Regions from separate parts of the Danio rerio genome. Here region 1 is linked to region 2. A link is a contact called in public Hi-C data. All regions are on one chromosome and are shown on one strand. Each heading gives the region's core, a stretch centred on a gene start, on an enhancer-like site or on the middle of the called end of the contact. The rest is flanking DNA. Distances are from core to core; before and after follow the strand shown.

Region 1 (5,526 bases), core at 579-3,078, 69 kb before region 2:
TTATTTTTATCAATACTATGATTATTGTTATTTTTATTTTTCCCTTTCTGTCTAATGCTATACTATTTGTATTTGTATGTGTCACTTACGTTGGAGAATTTTGGTTGCAAAATCTGAAATAAAAACAGCAATCAAACCTTAGTGCTGATAGCTCCTCTCCTTCTGCCACATGAGCAAAGCTGCAACTGTTGAGTGAATGAATCTGTTTATCGAGACAAAAGGGATTCTGTTCATAGGTTGAATAGATGCATCATCTGGTTTTTTAATGTGCACTTATTATTGTAGAATTTTCGTTATGAATGCACTACATATCCTACAAAATAGCATAGACTTTAGTGCATATGTGATATGATACACACCTTTCTTTCTTTGTTTATCTTTTTTTGTTGTTGTTAACATGGGTCATACCTGTTGTGAAATGATCCAATGGAAAGCGATTGTTTAGGGCATCACACATTCATGCTGTTTAATAGTTCTCAGTGTGAAAGGACCTTTAAATGACATTACTAAAGTAAAAAAAAACACACATTCCTCTAATATGTTTATAAAAACACAATTTAAACAATTCTCACCTGTAAAGGTCATCCTGCTTCTTCTGAAATTTGATCTCAGTGTGAACTGGAAGTTCATGCAGACTGTTATTTTAGTATGATAACATTTTAAACTGGATATTAAGGGGTGGGGGGGTGGATTGGGTGGAACTGGATATAATCGGCAGGGGGTTGGGGGTGTAGGCAAGATCTGAGAACCGGGGGTGTTGTTTGCGATGTTAGTGATAACCGGGAGACTGTTGTTGGACACCGTGGCAAAATAGATGAGGACCGAGGTGGGACTGTTGTTGGAGACTATTCCAGAAAAGAATGTAGGGGTGGAATTATGGGAGTTTTCCAGGACAAATAACAAAACGGTAAGGTAAGGGTAGATGAGTATGACATACTGGAGTGTTGGCAGGTATGCAGATTTCATGTCATCAAACTGATGTCATTAGAGTTGGGCTGCCAATCAACCACTGTGAATGGTTTGATTTTGATAAAAGATATTACTAAAACAATTTTTTTTTTAATAAATTAACTTGCATGGATTAATTGTTCACCTTAAGACTATCAATGTATGCTAGCAAAGCAGACATTGTACATTTTCATTTCATGCAGACTTTAAATCTCAGCAGTTTTTACAACCAGAGGCTGTGCAACGAAGAGGTATCTTGGAAAACTCATTGATTTTTCTACTGCGAGTGATGACAAGTCAACATGCTGGAAATGAATGTGGCATCTACTCACACATACAGTATCTACGATAAACAGTACGTCAAAGCCTTTCAGGTTCAAATAAGGGTCAAGGCTAGAGACAAACACAAATGAACAACATATAAAGCTGTATGAAACACAAATCAAATCAAAAGATGATGAACAACAGTGCTCAGCATGAAGCAAGACCACATATCACATTTTTTCATGAACACTTATTTTGTTATGAAAATATACACACTAACTGAGTCTTTATACTTAAAAATGTCTGTATTCGTTCATGTACTCTTTTAGTTGACTATAATAGCCTATATTCTGTTAAAACATGAAACTGTAGAGGTGTTGGACTATAAACAAAAATTTATTGCTCCATCCACCAACTGACCTGTCTAACCCAATTGATGTAGACAGACTCAATCCACATGACCCGATCACACTATGAGCACCTCTGTGGACTCAGAGATTATCATAAGCATAGCCTAAACCATATTATGCTGAGGGGTCAAAATATACTAATCTATAATCTGTCCTGTAAAGGCATCAAAACAGACTGTGCTCAACTTTCCCATACCAAAGCCACCTACAGCAAACCAGCAACCATGAACGGCACAGAGGGACCAGACTTTTACGTTCCCATGTCGAATGAGAGTGGCGTGGTGCGCAGCCCTTATGAATACCCACAATACTACTTGGCATCTCCGTTTGCGTTCTACTGCATGGCCGCGTACATGCTGTTCCTCATCGTGACCTGCGTTCCTGTCAACGGTCTCACTTTGTACGTAACCATCGAAAACAAGAAGCTCCGGACGCCTCTGAACTATATCCTTCTGAATTTAGCGGTGGCTGACTTGTTTATGGTGTTCGGTGGATTTACAACGACCTTCTACACCTCCATGCATGGATACTTTGTCCTGGGACGGGCTGGTTGCAACTTAGAGGGTCTTTTTGCAACCGTTGGCGGTGAGATTGCACTTTGGTCTTTGGTTGTTCTGGCTGTTGAGAGATGGGTAGTCGTTTGCAAGCCTTTCACCAAATTTCGCTTCTCACAACTTCATGCTACCTTAGGAGTGGCTTTTTCTTGGTCGATGGCCTGTTCGTGTGCCATTCCTCCACTCCTAGGATGGTCCCGGTACATCCCCGAAGGCTTGCAGTGCTCTTGCGGAGTGGACTACTATACGCCGAATCCTGAGACTGAGAACGAGTCGTTTGTCATCTATATGTTCGTGGTTCATTTCTCAATCCCTCTCACCATCATTTCTTTCTGCTATGGGCGCCTGCTTTGCACTGTGAAGGTTGCAGCTGCCCAGCAGCAAGAATCAGAAACTACACAAAGGGCTGAGCGCGAAGTGACCCGAATGGTGATCCTCATGGTCATCGCATTTTTAATATGTTGGCTCCCCTATGCCAGCGTGGCCTGGTACATCTTCACCCACCAGGGGAGTCAATTCGGCCCTGTTTTTATGACGGTCCCGGCTTTTTTTGCCAAGAGCTCAGCTCTCTACAACCCGCTCATTTACGTCTTCATGAATAAGCAGTTTCGACACTCCATGATGATGACGGTGTGTTGTGGAAAGGATCCGTTCCAAGATGAGGAGGAAGGAAGCTCCAGCTCTAAGTCTAAGACTGAGACCTCGTCCGTCTCCTCTAGCTCAGCTTCTTCTGCCTGAGGCTCAGGCTCTGGGCTATTTGTGGAAAACACAACTCCACTGCCTGCAGATTATGACAGGACTTATGGAAGATTCTGAAATGAAAGATGGAGTTGTATAGATATGTTTCAAAAAATATTTTAAATATTATGTGCAATTACTATAATTGTTCTAATAATATATCAAGAATATTAGTTTATTATAAAAATGTGTGATTTTATATTTACATATTTTCTTTTACTTATGGTAACACTTTAGAATAATGCCCCATTAGTTCATGTATTTACTAACATGACCTAAGTGCCAATAATAACCTTGTTCACTAACTAATGCATTATTAAAACAAAAGTTGTCCTTGTTAACATTAGTTAATGCACCATGAGTTCATATAAACTAATGTAAGTTAAAATAAATGACACTAAATAACGTTAAGGCGGTTCATTCCGCTGTGGCCACCCCTGGTTTATGAGGGAATAAGCAGAAAAGAAAAAAGATTAAATAACGCTAACAAAGATGAATAAATAACCATAATAAACATATATCTAATAGTTTGTTCATGTTAGTAAATACATTAACTAACATTAACTATGGACCATTATTTTAAAGTGTTACTGAATATACAAACAGTATAAGATTCGTAAGACATATAAGATAAGATTTTATTTATTTTTCTATTTTGAAAGAAATACAGCAAGCATGTATTCATTTGATCAATTGCAATGGTCAAAATATTGTTATTCGACTTACAGTAGTTGTCAAATATAGGATTATCTTTGCTATTTATTGAAACGTGGCTGTTATGTGGATGCTTTTTTAAGCAGTGTAATTTGAACATGCATTTTAGTTGTTTCGTATAAATTAATGCAAGGAAACAGGCTTATTAAGAACTGTGTAGGAGAAGTTTTGCTAATCACTTTACAGTGGGCAATTAAGGAAATGCTGTTTACTGATTTTATTCCAAGTTAATGTATATTTTAGTTGCTGTGAGATGCTGGATTTTGTAGTGAAGTGAAATACAACACATTTTACCAATCAACTGCAGTGAGAATTGTTTTCAAAATCGGTGATGACAACAACAACAACAACAACAACAACAACAACAACAACAACAACAACAATAATAATAATAATAATAATAATAATTATTATAATTTTTCTTGAGCAACAACTCAGAATATTAAAAGGATAAAGACTGAGGTAATGGCTGTTAAGCTTTGCTATTTCAAGAATAAAAGGCATTTTTAAATGTATCATAATGCATTATTTAAAATATTTAAAATATATTTCATAAAATATTTCCATGTATCAGTGTTTGCTACATTTTTATCATATATCCTATGATTTGCTTAATTTATTTAGAACAAATGAATTTTAGCGTAATGAGAAACAAGTATAGCCCTCAACTCCATTAGATTCACAAGTTTCATTGTTTTAAGGGTTGCAGAAATTCCTTTCTAATATTACATCACCATGGGGAGCAGATCTTTCAGCCACTCTGCTCCTCAGCTTTGGAATTCACTCCCTCCTGATCTCCGTAGTTTAGACTCTCTTTCTCAATTTAAATCCAAACTCAAAACACATCTGTTTAGAACAGCTTATTCACTTTAACCTGACCGCATTTTTAAAGTTTGAATTGTTTTCTATTGACTTGTATAGTGTTTTTATTTGAATTGATTGGTCTAGCTGTCCTGTATGGTGACCTTGAGTGTCATGAAAGGCGCCTTTAAGTAAAATGCATTCATTATTATTATTATTATAGTACCATATCATCTGCAAAACAGTGTTAAACAATAAAGGCGTTCAATGAAGTAAGCAAAATAATCACTCTTTTTTTAATCAAATCTAAATTAATGTAGTGTCATATATAGAAAACTGCAATATGTTTCTTCACAATGAACAAAAAAAAAATGTTCTCTGACTTACCACAGTCAACTGCAAAGTCATTTTCTGTCATCATCTATGACAAGAAGGAAAATTCAACTTTTAAAATTCAATCAATTTTCATTATTCTTGTAGGCTTTTTATGGGTTTTGCACCTTGCTCTCTGGAAACAAACGCCTATGAAACTCTGTAAAAATGACCTTGAGGTAACTATGGCAACCCAGAAACGTCCAACCCTCCCCCGGAGTACAACAGAATACAAATTCAGACCTGAATAAACAGAAGAGACGAGCACAACCACTGATACAGAGGGAGAGAGAGCGATAGATTGAATGATAGAACAATAGAATGATACACAAAACAACTAGATAGAACGATAGATAGATTGATATGGATGTTGGGAAGTCTGCATACTTTGCACGTCTGGAGAGCAACAGTGTATAGCTGACGTCACTCCATTTATTTTTTTAATTCTCCAAAATGTAGGCCTTCTATTCTTGGATGCAGCAGTGGGACTGAAATGAGGTCAAAATAACAACCATTCACACCAGGTAGCTCGATGGTTTTATTCCAGGAATGATACAACCTTTTTTTCCTCTTGTGCCTGACATTAGACATAGTCCATCATCTGCAGAGTCATGTTTTTATATTTTAAAATAAATACATATTTCAAGATTATTATCAAATATAATAATAGATATAAGAATAAATACCCACATAACAAAATATATTTGGCCTTGATCTGGCCCATA
Region 2 (5,700 bases), core at 2,892-5,391:
CCACGAACATGCCCTTTGACGAGAACTCTAGATCTTCGCAATTTAACATCGCCAAAGCCTTTAGATGACAATACCTAATTTTCGTGCTGATTTGATAAAATCCTTAGGAGAAGTTTGTTAAGATACAATGCCTGGAAATGGCAAAAACTGAAAGTAAAAATATCTGACTTCCTGTTGGGTTTGAGATTTCGCTCTAGGAGATATTTTTGTAGGTTTTGGCATGTTTAATGTATGTGCCAATTTTTGTAAATGTGCATAAAATGTGCATCGTAGAAATTCGGCCCCTAATAACACGTTATCATAGTGTTATTATTAAGCTTTGTATATGTTCATTCACTCATTAATTTTCTTTTAGGCTTAGCCCCTTTATTAATCAGGGGTCATCACAGCGGAATGAACCGCCAACTTATCCAGCATGTTTTACGCAGCAAATACCGTTCCAGCCACAACCCAACACTGGGAACGCTTTGTATATGTATTTTACTACATTATGTGACATATTTTGTGTTGACTGTTTGAAGAAGAAAGCGTCCTGTCCTCCTTCCCCCACATCATTACTGTGACTCTACTGACAAATTGCCCATTAATCTGTTTGCATCCCATCGTCCCTCTCTACAGGATCAAGTCTCTCTGGTGCGACTGGATACTCTCGAACCTACTGCCCACATGCCGCAGTCACGGCATCTACCTAATGGCTCCGATTTCTCAAATCAATAGCTATTGACCGTGCTCTTCCAATCAGGCCAGACGCAAACACAGGGCTCCTCAAGGCCACTGCCTACATCAACTAATCCGTTACTAATGATGAATCAGCCCTTCAATTAAGAAGGCACATTGAACAGCGGAGAGGAAGCTCTGTGTGCTGATATAGTGCGCTGCGATGATGGTAAAACTGATTAAAGCAACAAATTATTCAATGATTTGACTGTCACCGTTAGCTCGACATAATAGTTTCGGATCTCTTGAGCTATTTGCATGCATAATGAAAGCGGAAACCACTCCCAGCTGCGAAAGAGCCCATTTCAACTGCGCACGCTTTGGAGGTAGAAATAGTAACAATGAATATTTGATGTCATGCAGTGCCAATGACAACACAGAATGAGGCTTGTTTGAAAGTAATGAAAATGGGTTTTATAGTTAGTTCAAATGGAGCTATACTGTTAGTATTAATATTTTGAGGTGTAAATACAACGATTACTGTAAAAATGACTACATTTAAAAGTCTGATTACCCAAAATTAAAATTTACTGACCCTCATGTTGAGACAAACATTGGTTAATTTGTGCAAGATAAAAATCATTTTTTACTGATTTCTGCTGAAAGTCTGTTCCCTCAAAATGTTCATAAATTGATCACACAATAAATCCATTTTAATAAGACATTCTGAGGAGCCACAATCACTATATCAAGCTTAAATAATTACTGACATATACAGCAAGAAAATGCTTACAGAATTTAAATTTGGTCACCAAGGCACATTTATGTTTGCTTGAAACCAAATAAATTAGGTTCATTTTTCATGTCATATTATTCCGTTCAGGATTGTTCTTTTGCGTTAAGTTTGATTAAGCCACTGTTGGTTTCCTGATTGATAATTTAATGTGAATGTATGCTGATATCAAATCCCTTCATCATATAAATCAAATCTCTTCTGAAATTTTGGAATAAAACACTCAATTCATTTGGATTCATTTTTGTTCGAAGTTTCAGAGTTTTTCAGAGTTTTCAGTGTGCAGAATATCAGCATAGAGAATTTCACATCAGGACATATACACTGCTCAGTGCTTTATCCATTTTTCAGTGAATATAGGTAATATATATTGGTGCATTTGAACAAAACAGATTTATTTAACATATATATTTATTAAAATAGTGTTTTAGTCACATAAAATCTTTAGAAATGGAAAGACAATACATTTAAATTTATGCAAAATGCAAACATTCCAACATATTTTTGTTTCTCTTGATTTTGGGTAATTTTTCCCTATCATATAAATTTGGGCAACTAGTTTTTAACCATTATCGCATGTTTTTTTTGTTGGATATGCTCCAGATTTGGCTTCAGTACTGACAAAACTAATGTATATGCATAAATATTATATTGCAAAGCATCCTATAGAACATATTAATCTAAATGAGAGAGTTGTGAGAGGTGTACTCATAAGCTGAGAAATGTATCTCCTAAATTCCATTAAAAATATCAGCATTTGTGTTTTGGATATAAACATAAGTCTTACTGGTTTGTCACAAAAAAAGTGTGAAAAAATGACATGAAAACCAGTCAATTATCCCTTTAAAGGAATAATTCACCCAAAAAAAAAAAAACAAGAAAAGAAAATTTACTCATCCTAAATGTGGTTCCAAACCTTTACGATTGTCTTTTTTTTAATGTTAAGCACAAAAATATATATTTAGAAAAATGTTGGTAACCGGTTACAATTGGCATCCATAACAGACTATTTCAATGTGGTCGTGTCATTGCCCCATGACCATTTCCTGCTTGCTATCAAACTATTTCTTAACTGTAACAAGAGACAATTCAATCATAACTTCAAGTTAAAGCGGCTATTGTGACATTATTTATCAATATGTGGCTCTTTTTGGATTCTCGGAGGCTCAAGAAATAAAAAAATCTAAATCAGGAAATATGTTGGGACCATTACTTTAGTTTACACCCCTCAAAATGGTCTATAGAGAAACAAATATTATAGATGTCAGTGGCTACTGGATTTGAAAATACTAACAAATTTATTTTGTGTTCTTTTTAGGTGAGTAAATAATGACAGATTTGTCTTTTTTGGGTGGACTGTCCCTTTAATAAGATAACACTTCATTTTCACTTCATCAATTTAAGATAACAATTTTCATTTTTCTACTTCGAAATTGCTTGTTTAATTCTATGCATTTTTTTGCCATTAAATTTATAAACAATTTCAAAATGAAAAATGATTCTACATCTACAAAGCGTGGCATTGCACGTGCACTGTGGGTAGACGTTTCCTTCTGCGCTGATCTGGGATCAATTGTGGGCTCTGTTTTCATAATTAAATCCAGTATTTCAGAGAAAACATCTGGTCCCAAAGCAGCACAGAAGGATCGGTCTACACTCAAAAAAATAAAAAACATGTAGGCTGGGTTTACAAGTTAAAAAAAAGTTTCCCAGTGGGATTGTGGCCTACCTAGTTCATTGTCCAGCTCCTCTGTATGGACCCCTTCTTCTCATCAGGGAATAAAAGGGGCAGGTGCACGCAAGCAGGACCAGAGAAAAAGAGGAAGGGTGGCAGAGAGGCAGAGAGGGTTAGTTGTTGATCAGAAGCAAAATAAAAGCTTGAAGCCCTTTAATTATCCCAAAAAACTACAAAAAATAGAGTGGAAATCACTTTTAGATCAAATCTATTATTTAGTAGGGCTGTAGCGACCCATTACAGAAGGATTTTACAGTAAAATTATTTCAGAATATTTCATACATATCTGTACTGGAAAACAGTGCATCATGTTTATGGATTCTCATTGACTTTATTTTAGTTTAGACATGTATTGCTGCAACACATAATAATAAACCTTGAAAATGTAAATAATCAATATAAAATGGAAATGAAATTAAATTGCTTACTAAAATAAGCCTTTTTAGAATAAACTTAAATTCATAACATATAATTATATTTTATATTATAAATACTATTAGTATCAATTAACATTTTATATTAATTTATTATGATATACAGTAATACATAACTATATGATTTATTATATATATATATATATATATATATATATATATATATATATATATATATATATATATATATATATATATATATATATATATATATATATATATGTATTTTTTATATAAGTGTCTGTGTTGGAAGAATTGTGAAATGAATGCTTTGTTAAACCCCTAAAAAAGTGCCCTTAATTAAAAGAAAAAGAAATTATCTGAGTTAAGCCTTTGTTAATACAGAATTATTAAGTGAGATCTGAGCAAATACACTCATATTCAGCACAACCCACCACAGGAAAATCAGCTACAGAGCTTTATTATTTGTTTTGTGTGAGGAGATTGGGTTTAATCCAGACCCTCCTTGCAGCATTACAGCAGCTGCCTCAGTCATTTAGTCACAGGGTGAGTGTCTGCTAAACATTTGAAAGCTCAAGAGCGCCATCTACAGACCATCAAGAGATTACAGTAGATGTGGCTTTTACATCGTCTGATCTACGAATTGCAGCTAGGCCTACATCAATTAAATGATTAAATTAAGTGTGAGATATGTTTCCTTGCATTGCATTACATTCAGATAAGGCTAGGATGGGGAATAAGTCTTAATAACAGATTAAAATATATATTTTTTCGATTAAGAAAAGGTACTGTCAGTCTTTTTTCAGCTTAATGGAAAGAGAATATCTGAAAATCAACTTTAAGCGGTTCTTTTATTGCACTTGATGTAGATTTCAATCCCAACACATATACTCTTTTAATACTCTTTTATTAAAATATTTTTTTCTTCTGTACTAAACAATAAATCTCCAGTTTAGCAGCTCGTACACAAACTTTACGTTTCTTATTCATATCTATATTTTGAAGCTTTTTATGGGGGGGGGGGGGGGAGTTGTTTATACATCATTTGCGAAATAATTTTTCTATATAATTTTATTCAACATTTTTTAATATTCTGTTTAAAAAAAATTTCGTTTTTTTTCCGTTTTTTATTTTTTTTTGGTTTAAAAATGCAAATCAGATGCATACTAATTAAATCAATGCCTCATTTGCATATTTTTAGAATCTTGCAATCACGAAACAATAGGAAGTTAATCCACTGAGGACGTATGGTGATAAAAATTACCTATTTTCCCCCTTTTTCCCCTGCAGTGTCTTGCCTTTCTTTAACTGATTACTAGATTTATTATAAAAATAATCAGTATTTGCAACCCCATTTTAATGTCTGAAATGGAATTCACAATCGTGACATAGTGATATTATGTCAAACTTACAACATTAAAACCTATAAATGCACAAAGCCACACATGCACAAACATGCTTTAAGAATGCGTATAATAATAACAACAGTATAATAATAGTAATAACCATGAAATTGATATTTGCACAAAAAGACAGAAACTTTTGCATACCATCATCTTCACATTCCTCCAGGGGTTTCTGAGGTTTGTCCAGGCATCGAGGGTCGATCCAGGATGTTGTCTTTGTGTTGTGGCTGAGAATAGAAGCAGAAAGCAGACGGTAAGGTATTGTTGACTGCTCACAACAACATCCTGCACCCCAGCAGACAGGAAAACATACGTATACTAAAGGCACCGCCAGGTTTGATATTTCCTGACCTGATATCTAAATAACTGCCTTTTCTGAAGCTAAAATAGGAAACATAGAACTATTTATAGTGCAAACTGTGTTCATTCAAAATATCTAAATATACTGAAAGTGGTGCTGAGAATAATTTGGGAACAGTTTGGGACACTTTACTCACGCTTAGAAATCCATGAATTTTATTAGATTAGAATCAAAAAATCAAACCAAGTTACATCTGCAATGATCTTAGAACTTCCCTCCTATTTAATTTCACTTCTGTGTGGCGCTTCACAGGAGTCACTCTTTTGAGAAATTATTAAAGCTATTTATTTTAAGTTACTGTTTGAAAATATTAAAAATGTAAGTGCCGTAATTCAAATACATAAGTAACAATG

The links. A called contact is a pair of places that touch in the nucleus more often than the background predicts.
Region 1: a contact with region 2 is called in a Hi-C map of hematopoietic stem cells, with 3 times the contacts expected there. The contact joins the promoter of rhol here to the enhancer-like site in region 2. A contact is called at or near these places in 4 of 18 Hi-C or Micro-C datasets (caudal fin, embryo, hematopoietic stem cells and 1 more) and 1 of 4 datasets of contacts at active chromatin or transcription factors (caudal fin).

The regions. Positions count from the first base shown.
Region 1 is chr11:21,186,419-21,191,944 of GRCz12tu, reverse strand. rhol (rhodopsin, like) reads left to right here and starts at 1,828. Exons shown (of 1, transcript NM_001110031.1): 1 at 1,828-4,143. The coding sequence starts at 1,847. The coding sequence ends at 2,914.
Region 2 is chr11:21,119,487-21,125,186 of GRCz12tu, reverse strand. It overlaps magi1b (membrane associated guanylate kinase, WW and PDZ domain containing 1b), which reads right to left. Exons shown (of 22, transcript NM_001007063.2): 6 at 5,131-5,213; 7 at 3,180-3,215. Among named protein-coding and RNA genes, the nearest start is that of rhol, 68 kb to the left of the region's middle. Within about 2 kb of position 4,141, at least 3 of the 62 cell types and tissues checked have an H3K27ac peak or open chromatin away from gene starts, as enhancers often do.